2 separate regions of the Sus scrofa genome follow, and region 1 is linked to region 2. Evidence: chromatin contacts called from public promoter capture Hi-C data. All regions are on one chromosome and are shown on one strand. Each heading gives the region's core, a stretch centred on a gene start, on an enhancer-like site or on the middle of the called end of the contact. The rest is flanking DNA. Distances are from core to core; before and after follow the strand shown.

What was found. Promoter capture Hi-C pulls out the DNA fragments that hold promoters and counts their contacts.
Region 1: a contact with region 2 is called in a promoter capture Hi-C map of liver, with 3 times the contacts expected there. The contact joins the promoter of BCR here to the promoter of PRR14L in region 2. A contact is called at or near these places in 1 of 5 promoter capture datasets (liver) and 1 of 47 Hi-C or Micro-C datasets (liver).

What each region holds. Positions count from the first base shown.
Region 1 is chr14:49,207,052-49,211,140 of Sscrofa11.1, forward strand. It overlaps BCR (breakpoint cluster region protein), which reads left to right and starts at 1,611. Exons shown (of 23, transcript XM_021074056.1): 1 at 1,611-3,016. The coding sequence starts at 1,711.
Region 2 is chr14:48,416,882-48,421,389 of Sscrofa11.1, forward strand. PRR14L (protein PRR14L) reads right to left here and starts at 1,359. Exons shown (of 8, transcript XM_021073914.1): 1 at 1,151-1,359.

The DNA.
Region 1 (4,089 bases), core at 361-2,860, 790 kb after region 2:
GGCTTTGCTGGCCCCAGAGTCAGGGCATCAGCTCCCATTTCCTCCCCTGCAGAAATGCTTTACAAGGGCCTTGTCAGCCTTGCAGAGGAGTGGGGGTGGGGGGGGGGGTACAGCAGGAGAGTGGAGAGCCTGCAGGGGGCTGCTGTGAGCTGAGCCTAGGGTTGTCAGCAAGTCCTGCCCCAGGGCTTTTCCTGCCACTCTCCCAGGGCATCAACATTAAAGAGCCATGAAAGGAACAGAGAGTGTTATCTGTTTGTCCCATCTGGCTGCTTTACATGCAGTGCTTATGACATGTAAGAGGGGCCCTCTCTTACATATGAGGACAGAACTTCAGCTCAGAGAGGGAAAGGGAATTGCCAAGGTCACAAAGCCTGGAGTGGGAGAGAGCTGAATCCCAGCCAGGCTGGCCTGGCTGCTGGCCCTGGGCTCTGTTCCTCTAGATTAGATGTCAGGGCATCCGTTCTGGGTGGCACTGAAACCTGGGGGAGGGTAAGATAACCTCTCACATCCATGCAGTGACAATAGTCCCCCACGGACTCCAACAGGGGGCTCCTGGCAACGCCCAGGAAACAGAGACGTGGGGTGGGAGGAGGGGCAGGACTCAAGCCTGGTTCTCTGGTTGACAAATCAAATCCTATTTCCTTTTCCCCTCACCCTGCCAGCTGATAGGGGTATTTTCATTTTGCACCCCCCAAATTCCCTCCAGTGACCCTTCTTGCTTTGTGTCTAGGATCGCTGGGCTTCCCTGGGGGATGAGAAAAGATTTTGTTTCACTACCCACTTGGGGTATCCTATCTTTCGCCCAGCCCCTTTCGACCCCCTTAGAGGCAGATTACACAGATAAATTCTAAGTCAGGCATCCCTGGGAGGAACTCCCAGCTTAGGCCCGCAGGAAGGGAGACCTGGGTGTTAGGTGGCCTCAGGGAGAAATCCCTATTGATTATCTCTGTGACAATCCTGTGTGGCAGATGTTGCTTCATCAACCAACCCGTTGGCACCGCTGGCTCCGCACTGGGCAGGGCCCCGCTGGGGGCGCGCTCAGCCCTGACGCCAGCGAGGGGTCGGCGGGCTGGGTAGCAATGAAGACCCGGGATTCCTGTCCCAGGAAGGCAGAACTCGCTGTCCAGGCCTCAGTTTCCCCAAGCGCGGGAACGCCGGCAGTGCCGCAACTGGGTGGGGGAGCGGCCCCTTTAAGAGGCCCTCCCGCTCCGTCCGCCGCGCCGCGGCCACCGCCCCCCGGCCCTCCCCTTCCTGCGGCGGCGAGTGCGGGCCGGGCGCGAGTGCGGCGAGAGCCGGCGGGCAGAGCGCAACGCGGGGAGGGGGTGGCCGGGCGCGGCGCGGGAACCCGAGGAGCAGCGCGCGAGCAGCGGCCATGGGCTAGCGGCCCCGGCGGAGCGGAGGCAGTGCCCGCCCCGCGCGCTGGGAGCCCCGCACACAATAGCAGCGCGCGCAGCCCCGCGCCCTTCCCCCGCCCCGCGCGCGCGCGCGCCGCGCCCGCCCCGCGCCCCGCCCCACGCCGGGGGAGCCGGGCCGCAGCTTCACCTGCCGCCCCGGAGGGGGCGGGCATTGTTCACCCCCCGCTGCTGCCGCCGCCCCGCCGGGGGAATGGGGGCCACCCGGCTCTCCGGGCCGGGCCTGGCGAGGCCGCCGCGTCGCCGCTAAGCCGGGCCCCGCGCGCAGCCGGCTAGCGCAGGTGAGGCCGGCAGCGCCATGGTGGACCCGGTGGGCTTCGCCGAGGCGTGGAAGGCGCAGTTCCCGGACTCGGAGCCGCCGCGCATGGAGCTGCGCTCAGTGGGAGACATCGAGCAGGAGCTGGAGCGCTGCAAGGCCTCCATCCGGCGCCTGGAGCAGGAGGTGAACCAGGAGCGCTTCCGCATGATCTACCTGCAGACGCTGTTGGCCAAGGAGAAGAAGAGCTATGACCGACAGCGCTGGGGCTTCCGGCGCGCCGCGCAGCCCCCCGACGGCGCCGCGGAGCCCCGCGCGCCGCGCCTCCCGCCTGCGCCCGCCGACGGCGCCGACCCTCCTCCAGTGGATGAGCCCGAGGCGCGGCCCGACGGGGAGGGCTCCCCGGGCAAGGCCAGGCCGGCGGCTACGCGCAGGCCTGGGGCCGCCGCTCCCGCGGACCGCGACGACCGCGGGCCCCCCACCAGCGTGGCGGCGCTGCGCTCCAACTTCGAGAGGATCCGCAAGGGCCCCAGCCAGCCTACTGCGGCAGACACCGAGAAACCCTTCTACGTGAACGTCGAGTTCCACCACGAGCGCGGCCTGGTGAAGGTCAACGACAAAGACGTGTCGGACCATATCAGCTCCCTGGGCAGCCAGGCCATGCAAATGGAGCGCAAGAAGTCCCAGCAGAGCGCCGGGTCCGGCCCAGTGGACGTGTCCAGGCCCTCCTACCGTGGACGCACCTCTGAGAGCGGTTGCGGCCTCGATGGCGACTACGAGGACGCTGAGTTGAACCCACGCTTCCTAAAGGACAACCTGATCAATGCCAATGGCGGCGGCAGGCCCCCCTGGCCGCCCCTGGAGTACCAGCCCTACCAGAGCATCTACGTCGGGGGCATGATGGTGGAAGGGGAGGGCAAGGGCCCGCTCCAGCGCAGCCAGAGCACCTCGGAGCAGGAGAAGCGCCTTACCTGGCCCCGCAGATCCTACTCCCCTCGGAGCTTTGAGGACAGCGGAGGCGGCTACACCCCAGACTGCAGCTCCAACGAGAACCTTACCTCCAGCGAGGAGGACTTCTCCTCCGGCCAGTCCAGCCGCGTGTCCCCGAGCCCCACCACCTACCGCATGTTCCGGGACAAGAGCCGCTCGCCCTCGCAGAACTCTCAACAATCCTTTGACAGCAGCAGCCCCCCTACGCCCCAGTGCCAGAAGCGGCACCGGCAGGGCCAGGTGGTTGTGTCGGAGGCCACCATTGTAGGTGTCCGCAAGACGGGACAGATCTGGCCCAGCGATGGGGACAACTTGTCCGGCAGGCTGCCTCAGGACAGCGCCTTCCACGGAGACGCAGGTGGGTACCTCCACCACCTTGGTGGACACACCTGCCCCTGGCTGGAAATCATTGAGTGCTTGGGAATCCGGGGAGGAACAGGTAGATACTTGGGGGAGTGATTTTCAGATGCTGTTGTGGACTGGAAGCATTCACACTGATCCTGTGCCTGAACAAACTCCATCCCACCCTCTTCCTGATTGCAGATTCCCAGTGTGGGAGGAGTGGTGCTGGGGATGGTAGATGGCTCCTGTCTTTGGTTCTGGAGCCCTGTGCTTCTCACGACCATACTCTCTGTGGGTCAGGACCAGGATGCTCTGGGCCGTCACCTCCTTGTCCTCTGATCCCACCACTGGCGCACAGAGATGGTATACAGAGAGGGTCACCTCTGCCGCCTGGATGGATGCTTTTAGCTGGGATTGAGCTGTGTCTTGGGCAGTCCCTGCCACCTGTCCTGGGAGAGTTAGTTATGTGACACGTTTGGGGAACCAAAGATGTTCCAGTTGCTCCCAGGCCATAGGAGTGTCGGTTCGCAGCTCCTGCACAAGTCAGTGCAGGTGAAAATATGCATTAGGAGGAAGTGAGGCGACAGGCAGTTCTGACTCAGTGGGCCACTGAGGATCCACGGGGTGAAGATTTTATCCGGGGCTGGAGCAGAGCCACACCCGTCCTGATCACCCATCATTACTCACCCCTGTATGTCTCACCCCAGCTCCATTTTCGGATCCTTGCTTTCTAGTCTTCCCAAGGACTTCTGCTTACTGGCACTTATTTTGGGCTCCCAGTCCATGGTCTGATTCCTGGCTCTAAGATTCAACCTATGGGATCGTGTGTATAACATCTGTGTACAAATACTCTGAGGCTTGGGGGCAATGGGACTGGGTTTTGAGATCCAGGTCCAGTTTGTGGTTGAAGTAAAGAGGGGGATGGGGGCGTGGGTGAGGCCAGCGGGAATCTCTGGAGTCTTGGTCCCTGTTGGGCTGATCTGGTTCTCTGCTCCATTGATTTTTCTTTTTTTGCTGATGGTGGTGTATATGCTTCCTTCACCAGAATCCTCTTGAAACCCAGCGAGACTATTTTTGGCTCTGTGGAGC
Region 2 (4,508 bases), core at 109-2,608:
CTGCTTCCAAAAACATTCTCCTCTCCCCACCGCCACCGCCATTATTCTAATTGAGACCTTCTTTGTTAATTTGGGAAATAAGGTAGGTAAGAGAGAAGGAGTGCCTCTTTCTCTGCCCCAGGTGAAAAGCCTTCTCTCTTGAGAGAAAGTGATGGCGGGGGGCGAGGGGAGGGGAATAGAAGGAGCCTGCATGGAAAAATGTTTCTCTGTGGAAGATACTAGTTACCTTTTTTAAAAAACAAATAAGTAACAGTAATAGCAACAATGTGCCAAAAAGTTACAACGTACTAAGCACACTCACACAAAATTTCCTTTAGCCATTAGGACAATTCTCGGAAAAGAGTACCCAAATTAGAGATGGGGTGACTGAGAAAAGGTGAAGCAATTAGTCAAGGTCACAAAGATGGGAACTGGGAGACACAGGCTGGCATCCATCACACTCCAAACGCAGGGCTCTTCATTGTGCAAGGGAAGAGAGCTCAAGACACACCAAGAGACTCGGGAGCAGAGAAGCGAGGCTCCCTCTGTGGATGGGACTGGGGGAGGGGAGAAAGGCTGACTTCCACCACCACAAAGTAAATTCAGGGTCGTCTTCTCTGTATCTCGGGGTAAAGGCGAAAAATAAGGAGGAAAGGTAGGTCACCCTCTTACAGGGGGTAAAAAAAAAAACCTTCTGTCACTTTTAGGCAAGTTGAGTCTCCTCACCTGGGAGTCGCTGACCAAAAGAGAGATCCCCACCCCACCCCCCTAAAATAAGTTAGGAATCGCCCTCTCGCACACGGGAGCGGATCCCCCTTTGCTGACAAGCGCACTGGAGCAGGAGAAGCACGTTTGCCCACGACAAGGGGCGTCGCCCTCCCGGAGGAGAGAAGTTGGGGGGTCCCTCGCCATATCGAGGTCGAACAGGAGTCTCTCATTCCCCGCGGAGCCATGACTCAGAGAAGCCGTTTTCCTCTCGCAACGCGGGGCCCGGTCTCCTCCCTCTCCCCGGGTCGCTCCGCGTCCTCAGCACAGCTGCGTTCCCTTCAGCGCCCTGAGAAGGCGGGGGGCCCGGGCTCCCTTCAGCCTGCACCGCCCGGCGGAGGGTCGACTCAAGCTGGAGTGGGGCGGGGCGGATATGCCCGAAGCCTTCGCTTCCCCAGCTTCTTACCCTGAGGCCTGCTCCGCGGCCCGCGCTCGCCCCGCCAGCCCAGCCTCTGCAGCCGCAGCCCCGACGCCTCCAAGTCTAACTGAGCCTGCGGAGCCCCGCGAGCCCGGAGGCGCTCCGGCCGCCGCCGCCTCTTCGTCTCTATGGTCCCCCCGCACTTCCTCATCCGGGCCCGGGCCAGCCATGCGGGCTCGCCCAAGTCCCGCCTTCGCACCGCGCGCGCGCGGGCGCGCACTCCTAAGGACGGCTCTTCCTGCGTGGGACCTCCCTCCCTCTGTTAGCTTGTGCCGCCCTCTGCCCCGCCCCTGAGGCCTGGACTGTTAAAGGGAAACACACCTTTTAACTCTGCTCCTGCTGAGCTCAGGGTCAGCGTCTGATTCCACTGTTACCGCCGTGATCCAGTCCCTTTTTCCGGCCCGAATGACTGCAACTCCAGGGCCCTCCCGGCTTCTCCCTTGGCATCCCAAGAGATCATTTTATACTTGGAATCAGTGTTTCAGATCATGCCATTCCCCTACTCCATCTCCTTTAGAGCGTCTTGTTTCGATTTCTTCATAGCTTTAACACAAGCTGAAGCTGCCAGTTCATCTATTTATTGACTCTATTATCTGTCCCTCGCGCCTTAGTTTTGTTCATCAACCTATGCTCAGCACCTAATGCAGTGTCTTGCACAAGCAGACACTCAACAGATATTTGAAGGAAGGAAAAGACTGTTTATTCAAGAGGAAATTGAAAACGTCCAGAGCATACAATTAACTCGCCCCAAGACACAGAACCTTTTGTTAAGCAGAAATCAGTTGCTTCTTGGAGTTATTAACCTGTCTGATTAGAGAGCTAGAGGTTTGCAAGAGGCAATAATTCTACCCCCCCCTTTTTTTTTGCGTTTTAGGGCCACAGCCTTGGCATATGGGGGTTCCCAGGCTAGGGGTCGAATCGGAACTACAGCTGCCTGGCCTATACCACAGCCTCAGCAACGCAGTATCCGAGCCGCTTCATCAGCCCACACTACAGCTCATGGCAACGCCAGATGCTTAACCCATTAGGCAAGGCCAGGGATCGAACCCTCAACCTTATGGTTCCTAGTCGGATTCGTTTCCACTGCACTATGACGGGAACTCCAATCCTCTCTTCTCTGGTCAAAGTGTCTTTGAACCAGTCAACACTTGTATCATTTTATCTGCCATAGTGGCTTTCCAAGCTTTAGTTAGGGCTTGGGGACATACAAAACCAAGTGCCAACGGTATTGTTTACAGGCTGAATCCATATTTCCAGAATATAGGCTACTATAGATGCTGTTAGGATGAACTAACTAGAAGTTCACTTTAAAATATTTCTACGTTTACAGTATCCAAGTCCTCAAGTTCTTTCTCAGGCAACTACATGCCTACAAAAGAGGACCTGATGGAGTTCCCATCGTTGCTCAGCAGAAACAATTCTGACTAGTATCCATGAGGATACAGCTTCCATCCCTGGCCTCACTCAGCGGGTTAAGCATCTGGCATTGCCATGAGCTGTGGTATAGGTCAAAGACATGGCTCAGATCTGGTGCCGCTGTGGCATAGGCCAACGACTCCAGCTCCCATTCAACCCCTAGCCTGGGAACCTCCATATGTTGAGGGTGCATCCCTGAAAAAGACAAAAAAAAAAAAAAAGAGGATCAGAGAAACCCATTATTACTGGTTTGTCTTTTGCCTTAGGCTCTAATATGGCTGCACAGCACCATTACTGATCTTGTCTTTATTTTAAAAAACGTGGATTTTTGTATTAATTCTTATTTTTTAATCAAATTATTGTTTATCTTGCTGAGTTTTCTGGCATCCCATTAACTTTTTGTGCCTTTAGTAAGGCAAGTGCCTTCATTAGCCTCACCTACCTCACCATAGCCTCAGCCTTGTTTCTAGCTCTGTATTAAGCACAAAGGGATCCCAAAGAAGCACCATCTATATCATTCAATGCTTTAAAAGTTGGGGAGAGCCAGTTCCCTGATAAAATCCATGCTTTTGGTTATATTTATATGGCGCTCTAATTTTTTGTTTTTAATTTCAAAGATCTAATGTAACATGTCCTTCACCTCATTTGGCCCTCAAATACCTTGGGGAGGATGAAAACAACCACTTTGTATTCCGACCTGAGAGGGGAGAAATTTAAGGAAAAAAGAAATATCTTGTGCAAAGCCACGCAGCTAAAAACAAATAATCCCATAAGTTATTGCAGAATAAAGGCCACTGGATCCCTAGTCTGGGTAGCTATCCCTTCCAGCCATCACTAACTTTGACCAGCTTTAGACAATTTTTTAAAATCTCAGTACTTGTCAGGACTCCCGTCATGGTTCAGTGGTTAACAAACACGACTAGAATCTGTGAGGACACAGGTTCAATCCCTGGCCTTGCTCAGTGGGTTAAAGATCTGGCGTTGCTGTGAACTGTGGTGTAGGTCACGGACGCAGCTCAGATCCTGAGTTGCTGTGGCTCTGGCAAAGGCCAGCGGCTACAGCTCCGATTGAACCCCTAGCCTAGGAACCTCCATATGCCATGGCCTTAAAAAGACCAAAAAACCCCAAGAAAACCTTGTTAAGGTTTTTTGTTTTGTTTTGTTTTGACAAATTTTTGCCAAAACTGAAATATTTGTTAACTATGAACATCCTTCAGGAGAAGGAATCAGATTCCCCTAAGGGCCAGGGACAGAGTCCCATTAACTCTGTGTGGGATGGAAGGAGTGCCCAACAGCCTCAGAGAAGACAGCCTGGGGGATCTGGGTGAACTAGCAACATAAAAATGTCTTTTATACTTAACATTTTATCCCTGAAAACTTTTGCAACTGTTGCAGTCTACCTGATTACATGTTTTCTTTACTATTAAAAAAATACAATTATTTAAGAGTTATTTAACTTCTGAATCCTAAAGTAAAATCACAGGTGGGTCTTGCTACAGGGGCCCCCTTCACCCACTCAGCAGTCTCTCTGTGGTATGCGATGCTTTTTTTTTCTTTCAACATTCAGAGAATTTCTGAAAACTGTAGGTCAGTTAGTTGGAGCTCGCAACTTGCCAGGAGCCCTTGGCCAACTTCAGTCACTGCCCACACAGCTCTGATTTTTTCCTTGAGAAGAGAAAGATCTTCAGACTGAAAACGGTTTAGGATGAGCCCTGGAGTGAGATGGGAGGATGCTGGTTAAATGCTCAGCTTTCGGAGCCAAGTTGGACTGGAGTGTCAAGATCTGTCCTTGCTCCCTTCAGAGTTGTTTCGTGTCCTCTGCCAGTTCCCTGTCTGTGAATAAGAGTGTCTCTGCCACCTAAAAAGGATGTGACAATTACATAAGTATGTCTGTGAAAGCTATGGTAGCTATTATTAAGAACCAGACAGG